Linked DNA regions of Sus scrofa: regions 1 and 2 are each linked to region 3. The links are chromatin contacts, called in public targeted proximity ligation maps. All regions are on one chromosome and are shown on one strand. The core of a region is the stretch at or near the end of the contact, and the rest is flanking DNA. Distances in the headings are between cores, read along the strand shown. Region 1 overlaps HIP1 (huntingtin-interacting protein 1). Region 2 overlaps HIP1 (huntingtin-interacting protein 1). Region 3 overlaps RHBDD2 (rhomboid domain-containing protein 2).

Evidence for each region.
Region 1: a targeted proximity ligation map of alveolar macrophages shows a contact between it and region 3. A contact is called at or near these places in 1 of 47 Hi-C or Micro-C datasets (embryonic fibroblasts) and 1 of 2 datasets of targeted methods (alveolar macrophages).
Region 2: a contact with region 3 is called in a targeted proximity ligation map of alveolar macrophages. A contact is called at or near these places in 1 of 47 Hi-C or Micro-C datasets (embryonic fibroblasts) and 1 of 2 datasets of targeted methods (alveolar macrophages).

Annotation. Positions count from the first base shown.
Region 1 is chr3:10,467,844-10,472,101 of Sscrofa11.1, forward strand. All of the region lies in intron 1 of HIP1 (huntingtin-interacting protein 1), which reads left to right. Among named protein-coding and RNA genes, the nearest start is that of HIP1, 54 kb to the left of the region's middle.
Region 2 is chr3:10,494,579-10,499,584 of Sscrofa11.1, forward strand. All of the region lies in intron 1 of HIP1 (huntingtin-interacting protein 1), which reads left to right. Among named protein-coding and RNA genes, the nearest start is that of HIP1, 81 kb to the left of the region's middle.
Region 3 is chr3:10,321,327-10,326,193 of Sscrofa11.1, forward strand. The region is part of intron 1 of RHBDD2 (rhomboid domain-containing protein 2); the gene reads right to left. Among named protein-coding and RNA genes, the nearest start is that of RHBDD2, 5.9 kb to the right of the region's middle.

The DNA.
Region 1 (4,258 bases), core at 1,253-3,752, 150 kb after region 3:
GACGTTATAGTCATTTTGCCACGTACCATGGCTTATGTCTTCCCCGTATCTCCTGTCTGGAGATCAGGACCTGACTTATTCGGCATCGTCTGGAACACTCGACAGAGATTCTTCTGCATGGTTGGTGCTCAGTCGTCCCCACAGCCTCCGCTGATAGGAAGAGCATGAGCTTTAGATGTAAACAGACCCAGATGCTCATGCTGATCCTGGCCTTGATCCTAGGTCATTGCGTGACCTTGCTAATTACAGTAATCGTGAGGATGAAGTGTGGTAATGGGTGCTCTGAAGTCACAGGTCCCCTCCCCTTACTGAGATAGAAGGAGCTGGAAGAAATGGTGTGGGGTGGGCACCAACATGGGGGGTGGGGGGTACTAGGATGCCCAGTGAGACCAGAGCCAGGGATTTTTGTAGGCTTTCGATTTGAGGGGAAGCCTTTTACAGGACTTCCTCACTCTCCATAACACAGGACCCTCCACGAATGATCTGCCGTTTCCACCCTGGGACTGTCCCAAAGCAGGAGGAGACAAAATGACCTAAAGCAGCATCCAAGGACACGTTGATGTCACTTGATGTGTCTCCACCCAAAAACCACGGGCCAGTGGTTGGAATTTTACTGCACTTGGTATGGCCCCTCTGGCCTTCACACCCGCCTGCCCTAGTTTGCTTTCCTGCTGTTTTTATGGTTTTTCCCCTGCCTTTCTCCCTCCCTTGACCCCCACTACATTCATAAATACCCCTTCCTAACCCCCTTCTTGACTTTCCCGCCCTCAGAGTTCAGCTGCTGGGGTAGGACGTTCTAAGGCTTTATCTCAAATCTGGCAGCTCTTCCCATGGCATCACATGGTGCCATCATGGGGCTGGGCAGATGTGTATCCCACCTGCTGAGCCCTTTGAAGATGGGGAAGAGGCTGGTAAGCCAGTGAGCCAGTCCGTTTGGAGGGATCCTGGGTGTCCTTTTTCTTTCTTTCCTTCCTCCTCTCTCCCTCCCTCTCTCTTTCTTTCTTTTTTTTAAATTTTATTTTTGCTTTTTATGGCTGCACCCACAGCATATGGAAGTTCCCAGGCTAGAGGTTGAATTGGAGCTACAGCTGCTGGACTGTACCACAGCCACAGCAGTGCCAGATCTGAGCTGCGTCTGCGACCTACACCACAGCTCACGGCAATGCCGGATCCCTGATCCATTGAGTGAGGCCAGGGGTCGAACCCACAGCCTCATGGATACTAGTCAGTTTCATTTCCGCTATGCCGGGGTAGGAACTCTTTCTTTCTTTCCCTTATATTTCTTTTCTTCCTTCTTTCCTTCTTTCTTTCTTTTCCCAAGGTTCTTTTCTGTTAGCATTTTTAGATCAACCTCACTCTTTTAAATCGCTGCATAGTAGTCCTTAGAGTTAAACTGCCCTGGTTTGTTTCAACTTTCTGCTATTGTGGGGATACTAAAGCTGTTTTTGCTTTCCCTTGGGAACAGTACTTTAGGAAATGCCCTTGAACATGGCTCGTGGGAGCATCTCTCTAGGACAGACGCCCAGGAGTTAGAGGATGTGTGTATTTATGTGTATTTGAAATTTTATTAGATCCTGCCAGTTTGTCCAGTTCAAAGACTATACCACCATTTGAAAAATGTTTTCTTTTATGGTGTCATCATTTCATGTCTTGCATAAGAAGGTCGTCTCATTGCTCAAGGTAGAAACAGATTTTGTAGCTCTGCTTTTTACCTTTGGCTCCTACCCCTCCCCCCACCCCCTATCTCCAGGCATTGATATCATCCGAATAGTCTTCTTAGTTTTTGGACTTGCTGTTCTGTTGCACTGCTCCATATGTATAATCCGATACTACTGCAATGATGTTTTGAATATGTTTGTCCTTTTTTAAAAAATTGTGAAGATATATATATGTATATATAATCATAAAACATCCCATTTTAACAGGTTTTTTTTTTTTTTTTTTGTCTTTTGTCTTTTTGTTGTTGTTGTTGCTATTTCTTGGGCTGCTCCCGCGGCATATGGAGGTTCCCAGGCTAGGGGTCTAATCGGAGCTGTAGCCACCGGCCTACACCAGAGCCACAGCAACGCGGGATCCGAGCCGCGTCTGCAACCTACACCACAGCTCAATGCAACGCCGGATCCTTAACCCACTGAGCAAGGGCAGGGACCGAACCCGCAACCTCATGGTTCCTAGTCGGATTCGTTAACCACTGCGCCACGACGGGAACTCCCCATTTTAACCAGTTTTAAGCATACAGTTCAGTGGCATTAAGCACATTCATAATGTTGTACAGCAGGCGTCACTATTTCTGAAATTTTTCATCAGTCCAAATAGAACAGAAACTCTGCGCCCATTACACAATAGCTCCCTTTTCCCCTCTCACCCTGTCCCCTGTAGCATTTACCCTACTTTGTGTGTCTGTGAATTGACATAGTCTAGATTTCATGTGAGTAGAATCACACGATAATTTTCCTTTGTGTCTAGCTAATTTCACTCAGCATAAGTTTACAAGATTCATCCATGTTGCATCATATATCAGAACTTCCTTTCTTTGTACAGCGGAAGAGTACTCCATTGCACAGATATATTCCGTATTATTTACCTGTTCATCTGTTGATGGGCACTTGGGTTGTTTCCGCCTTTTGGCTAATGGGAGTAATGCTGCTCTGAACATTGGCACATGCCTTTCGGTTTGAGTTCCTGGGTTTGGGGGCTTATTTGTTGGTTTGTTTTTTGGCTACACCTATAGCATGTAGAAGTTCTCAGCCTAGGGATTGAATTGGAGCTATAGCTGCTGGTCTACACCACAACCATAGCACTGTGGGATCCCTATACCACAGCTCCTGACAATAGCTCCTTAACCCACTGAGCAAGACCAGGGGTCAAACCTGCTTCCTCATGGATACGAGTCAGGTTCATTATCACTGAGCCACAGTGGGAGCTCCTGAGTTCCTGTACTTAATTCTCTCGGGTGTATACCCGGAAGAGGAACTGCTGTGTCCCATGGTAATTCTATGTTAATTCTTTTCCACAGTGGCCACAGAGGAGATGTCCATTTCCTTCATTTTTTAATAGAGCAGTTGCCAAATCCTGGTCTTACTCCATTTTTACATTCTTCTGTCCACATTCCCCTCTCCCCCTGGAGCACAGAACCTGGCACATGGTGGTACCAAGTGAAGGTTGGCCTGGTTGGGTGGGTGGATGGACGATGAACTCCAGACCAGTGAAAGATTGAGACTGTATAACAGGACAGGTAGAAGCAATGGGAAGAGCCTGTAGCCATAACATTGGTGCGTGAGCCCAACAAGTGACCCAAGTTCTGTTTCTTAGATGAGCCCTTCGTTTCTGTGTGTCTTGTTTAGCTCATCTGTAAAAGGCTCTTGCACTTCTGCTTCACAGGGTGCTGAGACATGAGATCTGGGCATAAAAGCCCTTTGCTAAAGTCAAAGGCACTCACTCACTGGGGATCGCAGAGTCCCATGTGTGCCCTGCACCCAGATTAGAGCCTGGCACAACTGTGAACTGATGTCTTATGGGCATCCATGCCTACATCCAGCCGCTATCTACTGAGGCCCTGCTCTGTGCCAGGCAGTGTCCCGGAGGCTGAGATTCAGCTGTGAGCAAGAGAGAGAAAAAGGGCCTGACCTCACCAACCTGCCTAGAGATCCAAGAACAAGCCCCAAGAGCCCTAAGTCCCTTCCCATGCTTTTGGTACCAAATTTAGGCTTTTTAAAAACACAGCAAGAGAAGTTCCCGTCATGGCTCAGTGGTTAACGAATCCGATGAGGAACCATAAGGTTGCGGGTTCAATCCCTGGCCTCGCTCAGTAGGTTAAGGATCTGGTGTTGCCGTGAGCTGTGGTGTAGGTCGCAGATGTGGCTCAGATCCCGTGTTGCTGTGGCTGTGGCATAGGCCAGCGGCTGAAGTTCCCATCAGACCGCTAACCTGGGAACCTCCATGTGCCACAGGTGCAGCCCTAAAAAACAAATAAACAAACAAAAAAAAAAAAAACGAAAAACAGCAAGAGATGTTGGTGGAGAGGTTTATTTTAAGGAGGTATATCAAGCTTTAAGGAGAAAAGTAGATTTGAAAATGTAGACCAAATAATAACCAGGTGCTCGGCAAGTCAAGCGGGTTGAAATGCCACCAGGGGAACCTTGGGGGAGTTTCTGCATGAAGCAAGGAGAGAGAAAAGATTCCAGATACTCCCCTCACTGCTGCTCCCAGGAAAAATGAGGGAGCTGTGGCCTCTACGCCTCTTCTTGCAGGAGTTTGG
Region 2 (5,006 bases), core at 608-3,107, 170 kb after region 3:
GCTGGGATCCACAGGTAATTCACAGGAAAATATTGAACTTATGCTAGTTTAAAGAAAATATGAAAAAGTGTAAAAAAAAAAACCAACAAAACAAAGAGCAGGCATTCTCTCATCATCCAGAACTGCTGCTAATAATTTGGTATAGATCCTTACAGACTTGTTTATTCCAGGGCACATAAGCATACACACACACACACACACACACACACACACACACGCGCACACACGCACTCACACTACACTGAACCATATGAAAGTGCCATTTTTATATGTCAAAAATGGCCAAATGTTCATGTCTTCAACCACGTACAAGCATATACACGTGGACAGATAACACACATATTGAAACAAAATGGGGCCGTGCCATAATGCAGTTTTGTACACTTGTGTTTTAGCTTTCACCATACCTTAGATCTAGAAACAGATTCTGTATTCCCTTCCTGTTCACCTGGGCAGGTGACCAAGGCTCCCTGAGCCAGGGTTTTCCCCCTTGGGTAGTGGGGATAATCCCAGAATCTTCCATAACGGGCTGTGGGGAGGCAGAGGCATTAGTAGGTATGTTGGAGGCCTAGACCAAGGGCTGGCGCATGGCACACATTCACCAGCTGTTAGCAATTCCTATTTCCAGATGAGTAGAGCCCGATGAAAGTTTTCGTCGCTGTTACTCACCCACTAAGAGACATTAAGCTGTATCCATTTTCCACTGTCGAGGTGAGAGCCTTGTACACTCATCAAGATGTCTACTCAGTCACTGCCTGACCCTCTGATAACTCGGGCTTTAAGATTTGGGCTTTTCAGAATTTTTCTTATTGATGGGTTTTGAGCTGAGTGGTGCTTGTGGGGAAGTTGCTTGGACGGCGGTTCTCGCTTCCATTTCCCTTTCATTGTAACCTGGGCTCTTTGCTCCCAGCCTCCCCTATGCCTTTTCAGCTCTGCAGCAGCACTGCCATTGGGCACTGGCCCACATCCGTGCCTGGGGCTGGTCTCTCCTCAGGACGGCCCTGCAGGCCCCTTCTCCAGGCCGACTCCCGGGGTCCAGGGAAGGGTGGTCATCTCTGAACCCTCAGCCTAGTCACATCCTCACCCCCGGCCTCCCTGCAGCCACCCACCAGCCCTTCCTCTCCCTGGCGGTGTGGCAGTGCTGACATCTTTCCCCCCACCTAGATGGTGCCCTTTGTTATTTTGGGGGAGGGGGTTGTTTTTTGTCTTTTGAGGCTAGGGTTGAATCAGAGCTACAGCTGCCAGCCTACGGCACAGCCACAGCAATGCAGATCCAAGCTGCGTCTGCAACCTCCACCACAGCTTCACGGCAGCACCAGATCCTTAACCTACCGAGAAAGGCCAGGGATCAAACCTGCGTCCTCATGGATACCAGTCAGATTCGTTTCCGCTGAGCCATGATGGGAACTCCCGATTGTGCCCTTTGAAGCCAGGACTTAGGTCTTACCCATCTGGAAGTTAACTTACAGCACTTGACGTGGCTGCTCAGTATTTGTTTGGTGAATGAATTTACTGAATGCAGAAAGGCAGGGCTTAAACAGAGATGGTTGTGGGAGGGGGAGTAGTCTAGGTTACAAAGGTGGCTTGAAGCTTGGGGTACAGCCATGAGCCCCTGGACATGTGTGGCAAGGTTGGAGCTGTCCTTTAGAAAGTGAGGTCGTGACCACCAGGAGCTGGTAGCCAGAAACCAGCAGGAGGTCAGGCTGGGTGCCCGGTGGGGGTTCACCCTGCCTGGGCCTTTTGGGTGTCCCCCTCCACACCCCTACACGTCTCTTGAACCTTGGGCTCTTCCCCTGAGGAAGGGCTGTCCGTCACCCCGCAGGAAACAGAAGTGAGATTTCCTGGCTGCTCTGCTTTCTGAGGAAGTCACATCACAGCCTGGGAGCTGGTGATGAAATCCACCTCCAGAATTAGCAACCACCCCTCTCTCCACTTTAGAAAACTGTTTAGCAAATCCACCCCAGCTCATTATTAATCCCTGGGTCCGGGGCTGGAAATAGCCATCAGAGTTTCTGCCTGCCAGCTGGGGCATTCCATGCCCCCCACATCCCCCACACCGAGGGTAACCGGGTCCTGCCCTGCTCATTCCACTCTCCTGTCTTTGGCTCTGACCTGAGATCAGTGCAGCCTAGACTTTGGTTGCATGTTAGTAAGGACTTCAGTTCCTGGAAGCTGGGGCCTGACATTGACCTGTGTGTTCTCAGGGGAAATGAGTCAGAATGATCCTTCCCAGGCCTGGAGCGTTGGAGCTGGCATGGGTGGGTCTAAACTTGGAGTGAGATCTTGGTTCCTCTGCTGTTTACCAGCCAGGTCATCAGGCATCACGACCAGCCGGATAAGTCACTTAACCATTCTTGTATCTCAGTTTCCGCATCCAGTCAATGGACTTAGCAGCTGCGGTGCTACCATAGGCTGTTACTGTAAGGGTTACATGGGTTGCCAAAACTCGGCCTTTGTGTACCAGTGCTAAGAGAAACACAGAAACAGGGTTTTGGGTGAAGGAGAAACAAAAATAGCTTCATTGCTTTGCCAGGCAAAGGAGGGCACAGCAGGCTAATGTCCTGAAGACTGTGCCCGCCTTTGGGAAGCAATAGAAAGTGGTTTTATAGTTGAGGAGGCAGAAAATAGGGCCCCAGATAAGGATCAGGGCAGATGCAAGCTTTGATTCTTCTTCAGAGTTGGTGTTTAGTGGCCCCGGGACTGGGTCTGGAGGCCCTCCTTGAGGTTTTCTTTTGTTGGGGGTTTTAGGTTCTGCAGAAGCACTCAAAGGTATTATGCATATTCCTTAAGGAGGAACCAGGACCCTGCCCCAAAGCTGCACTGCGCCCCGTGGTTTCTGGTTCCTCCCTTCAGCAACTGTTTGAACCTGCCCTTTGGAACTCAGGGAAGGTCAAGGAGGCCGAAGCTCATTCCCTAAAAACACGATGTGGGGGACACAGAAAAAAAGCTTGTGCCCAGGAGCCCCACCGGGTCCTGCTTGGTTTCACCTGGAAAAAGGCCTGCAAATGAAACTGGGATCTACTACAACAGGAAGCTAATTGAGATGGAGAATAGAGTCTGTGTTTAGATAAGGAAATTGAAATCCAAAAGGCTGGTGGGTGGCTGAGGGAGGAAGGGGTGAGAACCCAGGAGCGAGTTTTGCATGGTTGTTTTTTTGTTGTTGTTGTTTGTTTTTCTGTTTTTTAAATTGAAATATAAGGGGAGTTCCCCTTGTGGTGCAGCAGAAATGAATCCCACTAGGATCCATGAGTATGTGGGTTCGATCTCTGGCCTCACTCAGTGGGTTAAGGATCTGGCGGTGCCGTGAGCTGTGGTGTAGGTGACAGACGCGGCTCGGCTCCCATGTTGCTATGGTGTAGGCTGGAAGCTACAGCTTGGATTCAGCCCCTAGCCTGGGAACTTCCACATGCTGTGGTGCAGCCCTGAAAAGTAAATAAATAAATAAATAAATTGAAGTATTGTTGATTTACAATATCGCATTAGCTTCAGATACAGCAAAGTGATTCGGTCATACATACATATATATTTTAATTCCTTTCTAGTATAGTTTATACAAGATATTGATTATTGTTTTCTGTGCCATACAGTAGGGCCTCGTCTATCTGGTTTATATAAAGTAGTGTGTATCTGTTAATCCCAAACTCCTAATTTATCCCTTCCTCCCCTCCCTTCCCCTTTGGTAACCCTAAGTTTGTTTTCTATGTCTGTGGGTCTGTTTCTGTTTTGTAAATAGCTTCATTTGTGTCATTTTAGATTCTCCATATGAGAGATATCATATGGTATTTGTCTCTTTCTTTCTTTTTTCTTTTTTTTTTTGTCTTTTTGCCTTTTCTAGGGCCGCCTCCAAGGCATATGGAGGTTCCCAGGCTAGGGGTCCAATCAGAGCTGTAGCCATGTAGCCATCGGCCTATGCCAGAGCCACAGCAACTCGGGATCCAAGCCGAGTCTACAATCTACACCACAGCTCATGGCAACGCCGGATCATTAACCCACTGAGCAAGGGCAAGGATCGAACCCGCAACCTCATGGTTCCTAGTCAGATTCGGTAACCACTGCGCCACGACGGGAACTCCCTGTTTGCTTTTTTATTATTGAGTTGTGTGAACTCTTTGCATATTTTGGAAATAAAGCGCTTGTCAGTCACATCATTTGCAAATATTTTTCTCCCAGTCCGTAAGTTGTCTTTTCATTTTGCTTGTGGTTTCCTTTGCTGTGCAAAAACTTGTAAGTTGGATTAGGTCCCATTTGTTTATATTTGCTTTTATTTCTATTGCCTTAGGAGACTGATCAAGAGACATTGCTACTATTTATATCAGAGAATGTTTTGCCCATGTTCTCTTCTAGGAGTTTTATGGTGTCATGTCTTATAGTTAAGTGTTTAATAAGTCTTTTTAGTTTATTTTTTCACATGGGTGAGGGTGTGTTCCAACATCGTTGATTTAAATGTGGCCGTCCAGCTTTTCCAACACCACTTCCTGAAGAGCTGTCTTTTCTCCATTATATATCTTGCCTCCTTTGTCAAAGATTTATTGGCATAAGTGTATGGGTTTTTTTCTGGACTCTCTATTCTGTTCCACTGATCTGTATGTTTGTTTTTCATGCCAATAGCATGCTATTTTGATTACCGTAGCTTTGTAGTATTGTCTGAAGTCTGGAAGGGTTATATCTCCAGCTTTGTTCTTTTTCCTCAGGATTGCTTTAATACTTTTGGGTCTTTTGTGGTTCATACAAATTTTAGGATTTTTTGTTCTAGTTCTGTGTAAAATAGTACAGGTAATTGGATAAAGATTATCCAATTAATTAAGCATTTAATCTGTAGATTGCTTTGGGTAGTATGGCCTTTTTAATGATATTAATTTTCCAATCTAAGAGCATGGGATATCTTTCCGTTTCCTTAAATTATCTTCCATTTCCTTTATTAATGTGCTGTAATTCTCAGTGTATAAGTCTTTCACCTCCTTGGTTAGGTTTATTCCTAGTTATTTTTTATGTGATTTTAAATGGGA
Region 3 (4,867 bases), core at 720-3,219:
AACTCCTTTCTGTTGGGGAGCGGGAACATAAAGGAGAAATCTGAGAGAGAGAAAAACAGACAGAGAGACAGACAGTCGGAGGCTGTTACACAGGAGATGGCAAAGGCACCCATGGGCTGGAAGAAGAAAAGGATTTAAGAGAGTAGGCTGGGGGTGGGGGCGGGGAACGATACAGGTCGGTTTGCATTCTTTTGGAAAGAAGAAGGAGGAAAGCCAAGAACCTGGAGGGAGTGGGAGGAGGTGGGGGAAACCCAGGGGAATGGCCCTCGGGTCATCCCGGCAGCGTGCTCCGCCCCCACACATGGGGATGCTTTGGGAGTGAAAAGATCGCCTGCAGAAGAGGCAACAGACACATCTGCCTGGGATCACAGTTCACGCCTTAGTCTCTTAGCTCCATCTTGGGGCAGATTTGGGGAGTCTTTTGAGAAGGGCTTGTGCCTCTCTCTGACCTGGTCCTGGGCTACAGCTGCTGGTGCTAAATTGCACTGTCTGCTTTGTGACCTGGAAGGAATCACAGCCTGGGGAAAGGCAAAGTCCCTGCATGGGTCTCCCCGGCGCCTGGGGAGGAGGGGGCGCCTGGGGAGGAGGGATGCAGATGCATTGAGACATTCAAGCCCCCTCACGGCGGGGTGGGGGGTGGGGATGGGGGGAGATCCATGGGAATCAGAACATCAGGGTCATCCCAGCCCTGCCTCCTAGGGTCTGGCTTTCAGGCAGTATTTCAGCCCCTTTAGGCTGCAAAATAGTACATCCATATGTTGCCTGGTCTTATGTCTCAGATCAGAACTCAGGTGAGACCGACAGTTCTGTTCATTGGCCCTGGGGTAGATTGTGCGATTGTTACAAATAGTCACTGTTCTTCCCTGTGAGAAGCCTATGTCCCCTACATCCCTAAAGTCAGATTCGAGCATTTATTGAATAGGAACCATGCGAGGAGACATGTCCTAAGAGCCAGTGCATGCTTCCATCATTGTCCCGGTCCCTTTTCTCTGTCCTGAGCCTGGTTTGTTCAGATGTGCTCTTCTCTCTTCTCTTGCAGCCTGGGGCATGTGAGCATAGCTGGGGCTAACCACAGCATCACATAAAGGGAGCAAGAAATAGCCTTTATTTTTTTAAGCTCCCGAGATTCATGGGTGGTGATAGTGAGCACTGACTGATGACAAAATTTGTATCTGGAAGTATGAAAATCTAAAAATAAATGGCATTGGCTTTGGGGCCACTGGGGATTGGGAAAAAAAAGAAAAAAGGCAGTCCATGTGGCACAATGGCAAAACCTTTGTCAAAATTATCACCTGAGGAATTCCTGTCGTGGCCTAGCGGAAATGAGTCTGACTAGTATCCTTGAGGATGCAGGTTTGATCCCTGGCCCCACTCAGTGGGTTAAGGATCCAGCGCTGCCGTGAGCTGTGCTATAGGTTGCAGATGCGACTTGGATCCCATGTTGCTGTGGCTGTGGCGTAGGCCGGCAGGTGCAGCTCTGATTTGACCCCTAGCCTGGGAACTTCCATAGGCCGCAGGTACAGCCCTCGAAAGACAAAAAAAAATTATATTAAAAAACATTTTCTGGAGTTCCCGTTGTGGCTCAGTGGGAATGAATCTGACTGGGAACCATGGCGTTGTGCGTTCAATCCCTAGCCTCGCTCAGTGGGTTAAGGATCCGGTGTTGCCATGAGCTGTGGTGTAGTTCGCAGACGTGGCTTGGATCCCACGTTGCTGTGGCTGTGGTGTCGACTGGCAGCTTGTAGCTCTGATTCCACCCCTAGCCTGGGAATCTCCATATGCTGCATGTGCAGCCCTAAAAAGACAAAAGACAAAAAAAAAATCATTTTCTTTGAGCAAACATAAGCAACTTTAGGGCAAACACTCTTCCAGTCCCATGGCCCAGTGCCAAGCAGATGTTCATATTTCTCAGTGAGAGCTTCACTGACACAATCACACATTGGAACCCAGTGGATCACTTTCTGAGATGCTGCCAGCTGCCAGCTGCCAGCTGCCAGCTTAGGTCAACGCGTCCTAGGACTTCCAGAGAAACAACTCTCATTCTGTCATGTTCCAACAATTTTTTCCTGCACACTTTGACCCAATTTTCTCTGCCTCCTTCCCAGCTGTCCCTGAATTTCTCAGCGCGCGCGCACGCACACACACACACACACACACACACCACACGCACACACAAACACACCACCCCCATCACAATCCCTTCACAAGTGGCCAGACCAAAATGTTCCCTTTTTGCTCGAGATCAGCTCTGTGGTAAGCCTCAACTCTGCTGACACCCTAAATTTAGATTAATCTCATTCTTGCTAAAGAGTGGAGGATTCCTCTTCCCAGATGGAACCCTTCTTTACTTCACAGGAAGTCCTCAAGTCCTGCTCTGAATCACAGGCGGAAGCACTGAGACTGCCCTCTGGATGGAAGGTCTAGGAGAATGCATCCAAAGCCAACAGGCTTGGCCACTAGTGCGCAGAGCTTCTCCTGCGGAATCATAGGAAACTAGTCTCTTCCATTTCCAATGCTGGCCGTTTGGGGATGAATAGGTGGCAATCAGAACCCCCTGTCTCCTCTTCTTCTGGCTAGATATTGCACGCTGTTCTTGCATCATCGAGAGAGAGGGAGAGATAAGTATTTCATAAAATGTAAAGTGCTGCAAACGCTGAAGTTATTGCAATGCGTGGGTTCCAGCGTCAAGGTCCACCCCCTGTTCACTGTCGGCTCAACACCATCCACTTTGTTAACAGCCTTCACACAGAAACGCATCCCAAATACCACCGAGGCTCCACATGCGACGTCATGCATCACAGCATTATTCGTAATGGCAAAAAGAATCCAAAAATCCACTCCACTGTCAGTCAGATGGTCGTGCCTTTACCGTGCAGGGTGATACAGCTGCACACAATATCATGCTGACATTTAAAACTGTGTGATCCAACCGAAATAAAAACAAAAATATACCAATGGGACCTAATCAAACTGACAAGCTTTTGCTCAGCAAAGGAAACCATAAAAACAAAAAACAAACAAACAAAAAAAACCACAAAAAGACAACTTACAGAATGGGAGAAAATAGTTTCAAACGATTCAACTGACAAGGGCTTCATCTCTAAAATATACAAACAACTCATACAACTCAATGCAAAAAACCCAACGACCCCATTGAAAAACGGGCCAAAGACCTGAGTAGACATTTCTCCAAAGAAGATATACAGATAGTGACAAGCACATGAAAAAACCCTTAACATCCCTGATTATTAGAGAAACACAAATCAAAGCTACCATGAGGTACCACCTCACACCAGTCAGAATGGCCATCATTAATAAGTCCACAAATGACCAATGCTGGAGGGGGTGTGGAGAAAAGGGAACCCTCCTACATTGCTTGTGGGAATGTAAATTGGTACAACCACGATGGAAAACAGTATGGCGGTACCTTAGAAAACTATACGTAGAACTACCGTATGACCCAGCAATTCCAATCTTGGGCATCTATCCAGACAAAACTTTCCTTGAAAAAGACACATGTACTTGCATGTTCACTGAAGCACTAGTCACAGTAGCCAAGACACGGAAACAACTTAAATGTCCATCGACAGATGAAGGGAGTAAGATGTGGTGTATATACACAGTGGAATACTACTCAGCCATAAAAAAACACAAAATCGTGCCAGTTGCAGCAACTATGGAGGAACTAGAGACTCTAAGTGAAGTCAGTCAGAAAGAGAAAGACAAATACCATATGATATCACTTATACCTGGAATCCAATACACCGTGCAAATGAACCTTTCCACAGAAAAGGGTTCGTAGATGCAAACTCTTGCCTTTGGAATGGAGAAGCAATGAGCTCCGGCTGCATAGCCCTGGGAACTATGTCTAGTCACTTATGATGGAGCGTGGTGGAAGATAATGTGAGAGAAGGAATGTATATATTATGGATGTGAGACTGGGTCACCCTGCTGTACAGCGGAAAACTGATAGAACGCTGTAAACCAACGACAGTGGAAAACGTAAAAATCATTTAAAATAATAAAAATAAAACTGTGTTATCCACCAAGCCAAGTGAAAACACAGCCACACGAAAGCGTGTACTAGAAAGCATGTTCATAGCACACGATGCACAACAGCCATGATGTTGAAACACCAAGGGTTTCGTCACCGATAAGTGGATGAACAAAGTGGTCGATCCATAAACAAAACATTATTCAGCCATAAAAAAGAACAAAGGCCTGACACATGTTACGACATTAATGAACCTTGAGAAAATTAAGCTAAGTGAGAGAAATCAGTCACGAAAGGCCATTCATTCTATTTATATGAAGTGTCCAGAATGGGGAAATCCCCGGTCTGGTATTTTCCCATAATCTCTTTGCCATAAATATCTTTGCCACAAGCATTTTGCTGCAGACACTTCTTCCCGCAGAACTAATTGGCCATAGAGCAATTTTGTTATAAAAGACTAAATAACAAAGAATCAAAGCGGGACATTGAGAAGGACACACAGACACAGGAAACCTGAGTCACAAAATTAAAAGGGCTTTATTGCAAAATACGAAGTGTCGGAATAAACTGAACGTTTGTGTAGGTTCACGGCAATACCGTGCAAATGACCGATGTTATTTTGTGGCTTGGGCTCAACCCCTGGTCTTCGAAGTTGTCCATTCATGGTTCCATACAGTTTTCTGCCTGTGGCTTCATCACACTGTTTTCCTTTTTCGCTAAAATTCCTCCTTTCAGAGTTCCCGTGGTGGCACAGTGGTTAACGAATCCAACTAGGAACCATGAGGTTGCGGGTTCGATCCCTGGCCTCACTCAGTGGGTTAACGATCCGGCGTTGCCGTGAGCTGTGGTGTAGGTTGCAGACGCGGCTCGGAT